2 separate regions of the Zea mays genome follow, and region 1 is linked to region 2. Evidence: chromatin contacts called from public Hi-C data. All regions are on one chromosome and are shown on one strand. The core of a region is the stretch at or near the end of the contact, and the rest is flanking DNA. Distances in the headings are between cores, read along the strand shown.

What was found. A called contact is a pair of places that touch in the nucleus more often than the background predicts.
Region 1: a Hi-C map of leaf shows a contact between it and region 2, with 2.5 times the contacts expected there. The contact joins the enhancer-like site here to the promoter of LOC103653403 in region 2. A contact is called at or near these places in 10 of 25 Hi-C or Micro-C datasets (bundle sheath, ear, leaf and 3 more) and 1 of 3 datasets of contacts at active chromatin or transcription factors (seedling).

Annotation. Positions count from the first base shown.
Region 1 is chr4:75,078,321-75,081,020 of Zm-B73-REFERENCE-NAM-5.0, forward strand. No RefSeq gene overlaps it. Among protein-coding and RNA genes, the nearest start is that of LOC100304412, 67 kb to the right of the region's middle. Within about 2 kb of position 1,426, at least 18 of the 20 cell types and tissues checked have an H3K27ac peak or open chromatin away from gene starts, as enhancers often do. A contact at or near this core is called in bundle sheath, ear, leaf and 3 more, where this site is marked.
Region 2 is chr4:74,966,247-74,968,946 of Zm-B73-REFERENCE-NAM-5.0, forward strand. It overlaps LOC103653403 (Protein SUPPRESSOR OF MAX2 1), which reads right to left and starts at 1,408. Exons shown (of 3, transcript XM_008680320.4): 1 at 1-1,408. The coding sequence starts at 1,084. It also overlaps the pseudogene LOC103655348.

The DNA of each region.
Region 1 (2,700 bases), core at 176-2,675, 110 kb after region 2:
AAAAATTATCTTTATATGTATTCGAATTTTATATCTATCATTTGAGAAGATATATGATAAATTTAAGGTTTACTTTTTACGAAACTTTACAAGCTCAATGCTAAAAATAAGGATATAAATTTATATATCGGATTTTATTCTATTTTATTCACAATCAAAAAAAAAAGATCAAACCCGAATAAGTATCCGCCATTTTCACCCGTAGCCCTAACCTATCTAAAACCCTCGTGTCTCTCCTGCCCAACCCTTTTAAACATTCTTTGACACTTATCCCTTCATCTAAACCAGAAAACTAGGACAATGAACATAATCCTCTAAACCAAACATGAAACGGATTAAACTCATTAAAAAAACAAGGTTAAGTCTAACCAATACATTAGGTGCCAAAATCAAGCACACGCTTTGTACAGCAGTACAATTAAACCACTACTTAATTTATTTAGGCAACAGAAATTTATATAGAAAATTTGTAAAAAAGTTAGTTTATTTTTCACAACAAAAACGTTGAAACGGAAAAATCCCACATTTTAAAGCAGACCTTAGGGCATGTTTGGTGTGGTGCCTACGCGGCCACACCGCGTCTAACCCGCGGCAGCCAAATCGGTTGCCACACCCGCGGCTTGAAAAGTGTGGCACGGTGTGGCGGCGTAGGCACCACACTAAACATGCCTTTAGTCTTCTGGCACGGTCTTCCCTAACATATTTAGGTTATTTTCATTCCTAGCAAGCCACGTCACTATCGATCAGTCTATATCTACCATCATAAGCTCTTATCTAACAGAACTATCAGAACATTACAGTGACCAAACTTTACTGTTAGCCTACAACCATTTTAGCGCCACGTCAAATTTTCTTTTGCAGATTTTTGTTGCAAATTAATCAATTGCGATGTTTTATTGAAGGAAAAAATCATTGAACACATAAATAAGTAAATGAAAATATTGTAGTTCATAATAGGAATAAAAAATTGCATTACTTAATTAATATATGCCTAAGGTCGTCAACAGTGGGACGACGATTGTACTTTACCGCGAAACATGCGATAACACATCTACATCTACATAACAGTTCGAGACCCTAAAGAAGGTAACAACCACTACTCGAACCCACCGGTCTCACCGTGGCAATACAGGCGACAGGCCGAGTGAACCTCTCGCCGCTACATCTATGTCGATCAATATCGACCGTCGAGAGATATCAACCGCAACGTGGAGCAGCCTTCACCCCAAGAGAGTCAAGAAGGAAGGAGAGTGGTTGCAATTAGGCAGGCGCACGCGTATATATCTGCTATAGTACGGCATTGGTCTAGTCCGGGCCGGGCGAGGTCAAGCTAGCAGCAGCAGGTCGGCGTCGCCGTCGGAGGCTGCACGCCACCACTGCACGTATATTGCTGCTGGTGCCCGCCAAAACCCGTTTTCTGCCAGCGAGCACACACGTACGACGCGCGCGCCTTTCCTGCTGTCCTGCCATCCCCGCCGTCTCCCCAGTCCCCACGCGGTTTCCACACAGGAAAAATTGAGCAGGCCGACCAAACATGACACCGGCCAGTGTGGCGACAACATGCAGGGAACGAAGAGAAAGGTCCCTTGCCTTATACTTATACCACCGTACCACGTGGGAAAGGGTTTCAGTTACCACCGATATCGGGGGGGGGGGGGGGGGGGGGGGGGGGGGGGGCTTGTCATCCAACTGCCGGCGTGGAAACGACGCATGCACGGGTCTTTGCATATGGCGCGAGCGCGATGGATTTTCTTTATTTTTCTCTCGCTACCGAATTCATAGCTCTCTTGGATGCCTGCATGTGTGTACATTCCAGTTTACATATATATATATAATATATATATATATATGGGTTATATTATGTGGGGGAAGGGGTTGGTCGTAATATACGTTGTCAGCTAGCGCAGGCCGACATACTTACTTGTCCGCCATGTGGCAGATGTCCCAGACATGTTAGATATGACATGTAGGCTTTAAGTACGTCAGCCAGCATAGACCCATGTTCTTAAGTAGACCACATGGCAGATACGTCGGGTAGGCTGGACATGTCACGTGGCGTTAAATATGTCGAGTAATCAACGTGCTTATCCTACGTGGCTTAAGTACGTCGACTAACCTACGCTCTTAGTTTATTCTTTTTAAAATATATATAATACTTATTCTGGCTCGCTCCCCGGATGGGAAGCCTCCATAATAGGCATACAACAACAAACACAGTATCACACACAACAATTTATTGAGTACATCACATATATCGGCCAAACATACAAGTCCAAACAAATTGGTCCACAAGTCTAAACATAGTCCAAATATTGGTCACTATAGAGGTGAATCATTGGAAGGCCCGCTACTCGCGCTGAACAAATGGTCCACAGGTTCGTATTGTTTTCTTTAGTTCGACGTGAACCCGGACCCTACAAGAGATATAACACACATGTTAGATCCTCGTGTAGATTGAAACACATAGCAAATGTATATCAGTTATTAAAAAATCATTATATTAGCTAGTTAATCTTAGACTTAGCTCGAATTACTACACTTTCTGTAACTAAAGCTCAAATTACTCAAATTTGATAGAACATTTTACAAGACATGCACGACATGGTATGATGATCCTTTGGTTGACAACAATAAACAACTATCGTGTTGCACAGGGGAAACATGGATAGTTTACTCCTGATGAGGACAAATCATTTTGCT
Region 2 (2,700 bases), core at 158-2,657:
CCCAGACCTTACGGCTTCCGAACGGCCCCAGCAGCCGCGCCATCTCCGACACCACCGCCTTGCCCCCCTCTGACGCTGCTGCCGCCGGCCCGTCCACCAGCCACTTGAGATCGCCAAGATCAAGGACCACGGCGCCGTGGTCAGCGAGGATCCTCTGGACCATCGCGCCCAGGTCCCCGATCCTCGCCGCCATGGCGGCCTTGTCGCCGGCGAGCTTGGCGAGGTCCGCCTCGAGCGGCAAGACCTTCGCTCCGGCGAGAGCATGGGAGTCAGACGTCGGGATCCTGCGTACCGCCTCCCTCAGCACCGCATCTGGCCCGGCGTCGCCGACCAGCACCGGGTTGCGGCGCGCCGGCTTGAGCATGACGTCGAGCACCTTGCGTACGTCGTCCCTGCCGCCGCCAACGCCTGCGGCGGCAGCGAGGCGAGGGTTGATGTAGGCGTTGGTTGGGCCGACTCGCGGGAACGGAGAGGGGGACGGGGCCACAGGCGTAGTCGCGGCGACAGTCGGGGTGGACACGACGGCGGCGGCGGAGGGCGACGGGAGCGACTGCTCGATGGTGGTCTTGACGGCTGCGGACGAGAAGGAGGCCTCGCGCATGACGCGGCTGACTGACGGGTCATCGAGGATGGAGAGGACGAGCTGCTCGAGCTCGACCTTGACGGCGAGCAGCGGCTGCTGCGCGGCCTCGGGGCACCCCCGGCGCTGCTGCGCCTGCGCGCGCTTGAGCGCCGCAACGAGCGCGTTCGACACGGGCGGCCCCGACGCATGCGCCGCTGCCGAGGCCGCGGCCGCGGCCGGCAGCCTGTCGAGGGCGACGGAGAAGCAGAGCTCGAGGGCGCGGCACTGCAGCGGGTGAGCGCCGCCGGCGCCACCAGCGGCGCCAGGTCCAGCACCGGTGGCGGCCGCGCGAGCGCACGCCTGGCGCAGCAGACCGGCCGGCGCGGCGAGCAGCGCGGCGGCGACGTGGAGCGGCGTGGTCTGGCCGTGCCTCCTCCGCGCGGCCTCGTCGATGGCCCGCGCCAGCGCCGCCGCCGCCTCCGGCGTGAGCGTCTGCTGGATGGTGCTGAGATCCGCCCTCATCGCTGCCGCCCGCCGCTCATCAATCGATCGGAGAGCGCACCGAAAAGGAATCCCCTTTTGGCTGGGTGACCAGGTAGTAGTTGTTGCTCGGCGCCGCCCTGGAAGTCGGAGGACGTCGGCGCCTCCGAGGGTGGAAAAAGGAGAGGCTTGGAGGGGAGCGGAGGGGGTAGTATCGAGAGAGAGAGAGAGAGAGAGAGAGAGAAGGAGGGAGTCCGGTGAGAGCAGAGAAGGCGAGAACTGAAGTAGTAGTAGGCTAGTAGCAGAGGAGGGGCGAGAAAGGGAGGCGAATAGAATCTTCGTCTCCTACAACATCTTCCCGACGTCGCATTTTACCACGACACCATCTTGTTTTTACCCACGCGATCCATGGAAGGAGGCGAACAGATTTTTTTTTCCTTGTTTTTTTTCTGTTATTATAAATAAATTGTGTACTCATCCGGCGCGAATTAGTATTTGCATTAGCTCTTAGGCTAGCCGCAGTGAATGACTAGAACCGGAACGCTATGCGGATAGAGTTAACGTGAGTGCTGCAGCCGTGTACTGGGACCGGTACGCTAAGGCAAGCAAGCAAACCGGAAACCTTAAATGTAGAGTTGCAGCAACGTCTACTGCATACGTCTGCTCCGTGCACCAGGAGAGAGGCGGGGCCGGAGGCAGCAAAGGTTGTGGGACCCGAGGCGGGGCACCAGGAGAGAGAAATAATAGAATATATGGTATAGAGTAAACATGAGTGCGGAGGATTGTGATATAGAGTAAAGAATTTTGCTGACCAGGACAGAATATTCTTTTTAGGGTAGAAATTTAGAGTAGTATGAGTGCGGATAGCCTTAGAGCCTATAGTTAGGAACTCTTTGGAAGGGTTTCACTTTAAAAAGTTTAGGTATACTTTAGTTTTTTCTATCTAAATAGGTCTAAAGTTCTAGCTTTTAAAAAATAAACTAGAGACCATCTTCAAAAAAATTACGAAGCTCCTCAAAGGAAGTTTCAAAAACACTATATTCAGAGGCGAATTTAGAGGGTTGTCGGATCAGCCGACCCCGAATCTTTACTACTAATTAAGTATGTACTGTAGGCGTCCACTGGTGCACATTCTGCCGGCTCCCGCCTCGCCCGCGGATCCCCACCCTCCTCCCCAACGCCCGTGAATCCCTCACCCTCCTCCCCACCGCCGCCGCTCGACCACGGTTTCGTCGCACTCCTTCCTTCGAGCGCTCCTCGCATCCCGCTCGCCCGCCGCGCTCGATTCCTCCTTCCTTCGATGGCGCTCCTCGCATCCCGCCCGCCCACCGCGCTCGGCCGGCTCACCAACCTCCGCGCGCTTTCGCTCTGCTCCAACCGCGTCCTCGGGACCATCCCCAACAACGTGCTCCAGCTGCCGGGCCTCAAGGCGTTGTTCCTGCAGCACAACCTGCTGTCCGGCCCCATCCCGCCGGGAATCCAGAGGCTCGGCGGCCTCGAGCGCCTGGTCCTCTCCTACTTGTCGGGTCCCATCCCCTTCACGCTCAACAGCCTCACCGCGCTACGCGTGCTCAGGCTCGACGGCAACCGCCTCTCCGGGAGCATTCCCAGCATCAGCATCGCGGGTCTCGGCTCCTTCGATGTCTCCGACAACAACC